2 separate regions of the Gossypium hirsutum genome follow, and region 2 is linked to region 1. Evidence: chromatin contacts called from public Hi-C data. All regions are on one chromosome and are shown on one strand. Each heading gives the region's core, a stretch centred on a gene start, on an enhancer-like site or on the middle of the called end of the contact. The rest is flanking DNA. Distances are from core to core; before and after follow the strand shown. Region 1 has its middle 4.5 kb from the start of TRNAP-AGG. Region 2 has its middle 29 kb from the start of LOC107919438.

Evidence for each region. A called contact is a pair of places that touch in the nucleus more often than the background predicts.
Region 2: a contact with region 1 is called in a Hi-C map of leaf, with 3 times the contacts expected there. The contact joins two enhancer-like sites. A contact is called at or near these places in 19 of 34 Hi-C or Micro-C datasets (anther, callus, cotyledon and 3 more).

Annotation. Positions count from the first base shown.
Region 1 is chrD13:5,460,276-5,464,307 of Gossypium_hirsutum_v2.1, forward strand. No RefSeq gene overlaps it. Among protein-coding and RNA genes, the nearest start is that of TRNAP-AGG, 4.5 kb to the left of the region's middle. Within about 2 kb of position 2,001, at least 2 of the 9 cell types and tissues checked have an H3K27ac peak or open chromatin away from gene starts, as enhancers often do. A contact at or near this core is called in hypocotyl and leaf, where this site is marked.
Region 2 is chrD13:5,503,598-5,507,629 of Gossypium_hirsutum_v2.1, forward strand. No RefSeq gene overlaps it. Among protein-coding and RNA genes, the nearest start is that of LOC107919438, 29 kb to the left of the region's middle. Within about 2 kb of position 1,659, at least 3 of the 9 cell types and tissues checked have an H3K27ac peak or open chromatin away from gene starts, as enhancers often do. A contact at or near this core is called in hypocotyl and leaf, where this site is marked.

The DNA.
Region 1 (4,032 bases), core at 751-3,250:
TAAACGTACCGCTCATCTAAACCCACCCTACGATTTATTTATTTATAGAATGACTCCTGTATTGGACCTAATTGCACTTAATGATTATGATTTGCAAATGGGAGATTTATTATTATTATTATTTAATAATTATTTTTTGACACAATATTATAAATTATTCCCAACTCATAAATAAAAAGATAAAACTGGAGGTCAAACAAGTTGAACTTTCGATTTTTAATAAAATTGAACGGTATCACCACTTAAAGAAATTAAAAGAAAATTATAGTAATCAAAAAATCATAAAAATTCTAAAATTTTGTTAAAATAAAAAAATAATTATCCAGACTGATTTTAATAACTATCACTTTATTTACTAATATTGAGGCCAAATATTTTCTTTTTCGTAATATAGAGAAAGATTCATGGGTTTAATGGAGGGTCATTCTCAGTCAAGACTGAAGACCCCATTTGTCTGGTTTTTTGGTTGGGCTTCAACCCCACTTGTCGTTTCAGAGGGAAAATATGGGTTATATTTTGGCCATTAAAAGTTGGGTGAAAATACCTACCAAGTCCCTCTATTATACAACCTTAATCAAATTAGTCTTTCTATTATGAAATGAATCGATTTAATCATTGCACTATAAAAAGAATCAAATATAACTAAATTGTAATAAAATTAACATTTATTGATTAAAAATTACATGAAAATTGTTTTTGTTTTTCATTTTCGACTCAATTCTAAACAAAATATTTCAGTTCCAAAATCATAAAAAAATTTCAAAATATTAATTATGCCTAACCTGTAAACTAAACCTTGACAATAAATGATTTATTTTTTGAAATTTAATTTAATTTAGTTATTTTTTCTTAGTTGGACGTGCTTCATAAGTTGAATGAATTCATTTGGGTTCATGAAAATATTTGGTACATTTTTTTTAACGAAAGCGGATGGATGTCGCTAAATTCATCATCGTTTTATTTTGGGTTTATTTTGCAGGAATAAATGGTAATAGGAGCCGAAGGCTTGGCCCTTAAAACATTTTCTTGAAAATTTTATTCATTTCTTAAGATTTTGAAAATTTTAATTATGTTAATTCTATTTTTTTTTTGAAAATTTCATTAAACTCCATAAAAATTTTGGAAATTTTTAGAAACTAATATGGATCATGTTAAATGAAAAAAAAATCTTATTCTAATTTCTTTCAGGGGTTTTTTATTTTGATATTGAGAAATTTTATATTAATTCTCAACATACGTTCCTAAAAAACTTATTTCTTAGAATATGGTTATTTAGGAGTACCTTAAAACTCAGGGGTGTCGAGTTTAGTATAGGGATTTTGATCATTGAATTTTTTTGGAATCAAGAAAGAAACAAGAAAATTGAATTTCGAGTGATAAGTCTGATACCCATAAGTGTTAAGTTCAACCTTATTTATTTAAATCTGAACTTTGAACTTGGCTCTTATTAGTATCAAGTTCAGATTAACATTTTGACTATTTACTCTTATTTGTTTCATACTTGCAAAAAGAATATGTTTAACGGTAAACAAATCAGACTTAGAACCTAGACATTTATGGGTGTTGAATTCGGCTTTACTCTATCAACTCCCATGAGATCAACTTCAAACAAGTAAGAGTCAATAACCAAAATGCTAAACTAAACTTGACATTAATAAGAGTTGAGGTCTGAATTAAGATTTAAATAAATAATCTCGAACTCGACACCTATGAATGTTGACTTGTTAATTAAAATCCTCTTTCTTTATCCCTTTTCCTACCTTAAGAAAATTCATCCGTAAATTTCTCAATATGAAAGTAAAAAAGAATATTTCTTCATATGGATCCCTTGATTTTTTTTAACTGTAGACGATAGATGACAGCCGTCGCTGATGCTGAGTTTATCCATACTTTTCACGACAGAATCCATAGGGACGCCCATGGCTGCTGCAGTACATTACAAGCCCCATGGCCAAAGGGCTCAGCCGCTCACTCTATGACTATGTTTCGGTGACTTTATATATACATACACAGACAAAATATGAGCTGAAGGCCACATATTTAAGTAAAAGACACACTACTCATATAACCATGTGAGCTTTCATTTTAATCGAAAGTCTAGTCAAACTTGACAATGCATTAATCCAAAAATCATGCCCTCCAACCACTTGTTTCTTATCCTTTTATTTTATTTATTTTCATTATTGCATATAATGTTTATATAAGTATAAATATATGATTATAGTACAAACAAGTTAGGAACTGAAACTTAGGGCCCAAGGCATCCGACTTTATCAATAATATTAAACCCTCATCCATACTTCTATTGCCTCTTTCCTTTTTATATGGTTGAGTCAATCCAGTTTGAATAATTTTAAATAATTTTTTAAATTCAAAATATTTATAAATTTTTTAAAAAAAACATAAAATCTGTAAAAAATACATAAAGAAAGTAAAATTTAAAAAAAATGTTCTAAAATAATAATTTTGGGACCTAAATAAGTTAATTAATGATTCAAGTTTATAATACTAAGGTATCTTATTTTTTATTATTATTTTGCTTTGAAAAAGTTTTCAAATATATATGGTTTTAAATTTATGTTCTATTTGTAACAAGATCTTAACTTAACTTGAATAATTTCACTCAATTTGACTCAACTTGAATTTCATTGCACTTGACTCGATTCGAAAAAAAATTAAATTGAGTTAGGATGATAAAATATGACTCGTCAACTCGATTAACTTGAAATATTTTTACTCGATTCGACCAAATAGTCACCCCCGCTAGATTTGGTGAATGATTTTGCAGCATAGCATTTTTTCTTTTCCGACTAGGTTGTTTACATTGTGTAGTTTGAGATTTATAATTAAGGTAAGTGATATAAATTTGCAATAAATATTGAAAATAAAATTACGGGTAAGTAATGAAAATATAAAACTATTCCTAACCACTTCCCCAATAATTAAAACTAATTAAACCACCTAAATTATTCTAATTAATCACTAATTAATGATCTACCATTAGACCAACAATAATTCCTGGAAACCTCTCGGTTTAACTTCCCAGATTAACTTGGTTTACAATACCAACCCGAAATCAGCACTTTTACTAACAAAATACAATTCATGACGAAAACCAAGAATACTGGGTACGAACATGCTTGGGAACCTTATAGAGTGTCAACATTTGAGAATATTGAATAATTCCGGCCTAGATTGCATACTCTTAGCTTTCTTGAGTTTTGGGTGTTTATTGATGTAATTAGGTTATTTTAAGATAATTTATGTTTTTTAGACAATTTTTGGAACATTTGGACAAGGTATTCTTTTTCCTAAGAGGCAGTTAAATTGTCATGTGTTTAACTAGTTGGCAATGAATTCTAATACTTTGTAATACTTATCATGTGTTATCATTGAATTGGTTAATATGGAGGGTTAGATAATTCTAAGCCTTATAAAGGAAGCAAATCTCATGCTCTTCTCATTTCCTTTCATTTGAAGAGAATTGCTTTAAGAAAAGTCTAAGTCATTTTTTAAGAGTTTCCCAAGTAAGTTTTCTAGTTTTCATTATTTGGTTTGCTTTTGTCTTCTTTTTCCCTTTAGTCGAATATGGTTCTTTCTTCTAGTCTATTTTGCATGCTTTTTGTTATTCTTTCTTGTCTAAATTGTTCTTTTATTCTCTCGTGACCATTGTTTTGAATTACTTATCCCTTGTCTCCATGTTCAAAGTTATCATATTTCTCTTGTTTACACTTTATTTTCTATACCTAACCATATTTCAGTCTTGATCTCTCTCTTTTGGACCGAATTCTAGTTATTTTTGAAGTTTTGATCTTCATTCGATTTTGTTAAAGATTATTAGGTTGAATTGTTATATGAATCCTTAGGCTTTCCTTTTCTGACACTTAGGTCTGATCTTGTCATTTATTTTTGGTTTATTTGTTATGATCCTTTTAAGTCTTTACTTGGCCAAATTTTAATATGTTTTTGTGGGTTAAATTTTAACTAATTCTTTCCATGATAATCCATCAATTGAGTACTTTATGTGCAAGT
Region 2 (4,032 bases), core at 409-2,908, 43 kb after region 1:
TGAACTCTCTGTGTTGCAAAAATAATAGCTTTCTTTTTTATTAATTTTCGGGGATCAATATTACAGTATATCAATGGCTCTTTTATAGCCGAAGTATCAACAATATAAAGAAACAATTTTTGATTTGGTTTGCAAATCTTTTTCTTTCCATATACTGCTGCTTTCTTTCTTGATGTGCAGGTACAACGATCATGCGGGGCTGCGGCGCGAACGAGGAAAGCTGTGGTTTACCCTAGAAACCCTAGGGTTTCTGAAATTACTTGGGCCACTAATTTTGGGCCTATTTTGTTATAATCGGGTTTGGGTTAATTGGGCCACTATTTTGTCTTATTAACTTGGCCATACAAGCCTGCTTGTAATTCGAGCCTTTTAGACCCGGGTAAAATCGGGTATTTACAGTAAAGATATAACAATGTGGATGAAAAATCTTGTTATGTACAAATATTAAAAATTATATCAAAGCGGAATTAAATCTTTGGTTGAAGTAGTAAAGTTAAGGTTTTATAGATGCTAGTACCATAGGTTCAAATTTCACTACATGTAAGTTTTTTTTAAAAGACAGAAATACATCCATAATAATATAACTTATTTTGTATATAATAAGTTATTTTAGTCATTTCTTCAACCGAACTGATACCAGGTTAACTCGTGAGACCAATTTAATCAAAAAATTCATACTACGTTCTAAATCTATAATTTCTTATTAAAACATTTGTATGCAAATGTTTATTATTCTCTTCCTGGGATGTATTGAATATGTTTGCAAGAATGTAGTAATCCATAATGAATATCAAATTGTCAAAAAATTTAGAATTGGTATTGAACTTTAAAACCTTATTAGCATTATAACAAATATGTCTCGTTTAGTTACGAGGGTAATAATTAGAAGAAAAAGCTTATTTATTACGTATATATTACAATAGTTAGATTTAAAATAAAAAATAGTTAGTACAAATTTAAATTAAAAATTAGAAAGATAAATTAATAACTCTTATAAAAAATAAGACATCTTCAAAATAAGCGAAAAATTTTCTTTCTCTTTACTAAAAATAAATCATGAGAGTGGTTAAATGTTACCAATTGAATCAGTTTATTGTTAATCCATATTCTAAAACATGTATAAAAAATAATATTCCTACCAAATGTAACATTGTATCTTTATGCCAATCCTAATAGTAAATACAAATCGAGTATGATATGAATGTGTAGCTTCACCTCAATTCCAACTCAAAACATGTTCTCTTAGTACAATGCTACAACCTTGGGGAAAGTGGTGTCACAATCTATTCTTTAAAATTTTCAGTGATATTGTGCTCACGAAGCTGGTGTGACATGGGCAAAAATTTGGATAGATCAGCTCTAATATTAAAGGCTTGAATTTGATTCAAAATGTTGTCTACTTTATAATATATTTTTTATTTTATTTTATATATTATATAAAATCATATATAAATTCGATCTAGTCATGAACACTTCTGAGCTCTAATTTTTTTATAAAAAATAGGGTCAAGAAAACAAGATGAGGGTTTCAAATCCCAGGCTGTTTGCAAGAAAAAGTAGATGCAGCACATATAAACAAGCATTATGCAAGTATTACATAAGGATGGCAAAGGCATTCATTTACATGTGAACCCTGGGCTGAGCAATGAATGGCCCGCCACGGTGGGCCTACAAAGGTGACAGCAATGCACCCACACACCCCACCCTCCCCGAAATGCAGTGTTGGTAGTAAAAGCCCTTTCAGGCTTTTATATAGGAAAAAGGAGTCTGACTTGACACCTCTTTAGGACAAAAGTCTCATTGGAACCTTTCGAAAGGAGCCACTGCATGAGACAAACCAGCATTAACAACACCCCCTGCAATATGCTTGTACATGAGTCGGTATCAAATTTATATATGATATTAATATTATATATGTTTGTTAAAATCCGATCATATGAGGTTTACTTTTTATCCAAGTCTATTTATATTTCTAAATCATTAATTAATAGAAAATTAATGGCGATTTTTTAACAAAACTTTATATATATATATATTGTTATGGTATTTCCTGTTACCAACCCGAAACCTGAATATAACTCCGAACTACCAACCCACAACTCGAGTAGATACGGAGGAACCTGGGCCTCATAAGGTAGAGACATTAAGGGCTCGCGAGCCAGGTTCTCATATTCCTGGGTGTTCGTAGGCAAAGGGTGTGAAATCAAGTGAGTGGTTCGATGAACACGTGTTAAGTCTAGAACAGTATACATGTTGACATGCATGGAGCTTACCTAAGACGTCATTTCGATAAACAATAATTGTATATTATAAATATCCGATTCTCCTCACTTAAAGGACACATCAAACAATCAATATATATATAATATAAAAGTTGTTCAAGAATCAAATAAAAAATTAATATCTATAGTTGAGTGGCATTCATTGAGAAGGGATTAATGAGGAATCAGTGGCCATCGTATTGAAGATGTTTTTAGGGTTTAAATTTTCACAAATGATCTGTGATGAAATTAATTGGAAAGGTACAAGATGGCAAATAATATTGAAAAACTAGCCAAGAAGAGTCAAAATGAAAAGGACATTGCATTAAACTACAAAATGTAATAAAAATTGAAAATAATAAAAGATAATTTACAAGTGTATGGCACCAAGGAGGCATGTTTGAAAATTAGAGGTATTTATAAGCTTTGATAAGTAGAGTTTGAATTGATTTTATGTATAATTTTAATATTATATATTTTATCTTGGTTTATTTATATTTATAGTTGATTAATTTAAAATCATTTACGTCCACTCACTTGTAAATTTGCAGGATAACACAATTAAGTCCCACAGACATGGGAAACACCAAAACAGTTCAATTCAAACGACCAATTCCCTATCCTAACAGCTGGGAGTGTCCCATGTAAGTACATATTAATTATGATTGAAAATTAGGGTTTTCTTTTTTCTTTTTTCTTTTGGAGTCGGTCTTCTAAAGAGTTTATAAATACAAATATAAGTGAAATTGAAATATATTTGAATAAGGTGAGACTTGAACTTGGATCATTAAAATCTTAAAGTCTCATCATTGATCGCAATAAATTAAAATTATACAAAAAGATAATTAGATGAATAATATCATAAAAATAATTAAATACATAAAACATTAAATAATTAACTGAGCTTAAATCACAAACTAAAATCTATTTAGACAACTCAATTAAAATAAATCTGAAACTTGAATACAAGACCTCAAAATTTTCAAGAGCCTCATTAATGTAGATTGAAATTAGGGTATCATGTGTCACATAAGTTATGTTTGCTGCTGTCCATATGTTCTAAGCATACTCAAATTTTATATGTTTCTCTATATATGTTTGGAAAGTAATACGCGTCTATTTTCGAATATGTATCAAATAAAAATATTAAATACCAACAATTTAAAAGATTGCATGAAATAGTTACATCAGTACATGTTACTTTTATTCACATCAAGATAATCATTTTAAAAATCGACTGTTTATTATGCATCACCTGTAATAATTAAATAATAAAAATATTTAACCCAATTGTTGTTGTAATAGGTAGTCGATTTTTTTAAAAATAAAATTAAAGTAAAATAATTTATCAGAATGCCATGGTAATTGGTAATGATAAGGTTTAATTTATGTCCCATTTTACACATAGAAGATAAAAATATATATTCCAAATCAATTAATCAAGTATGCATATTTGAATGATTTTTAATTCAGTTGATATTATTATTATTGAAATAATTTAAAATTATATATATGTTTAAAAGTATTTAAATTTGTAATGATTTTTAATTCAGTTGATATTATTATTATTGAAATAATTTAAAATTATATATATGTTTAAAAGTATTTAAATTTGTAATTATTGGTAATGCAATGTGGACAATCCTATATTGGTTGAGGAAAGGCTTTTAAGAGGGTTTAAATATAGTCTTGCCTCTTATTTTTATTGAGCAATTGGGGGTTAAAGGCTAAACACATGTGTGCTGTTGCTTGAATATTGAAGTATTGTCTT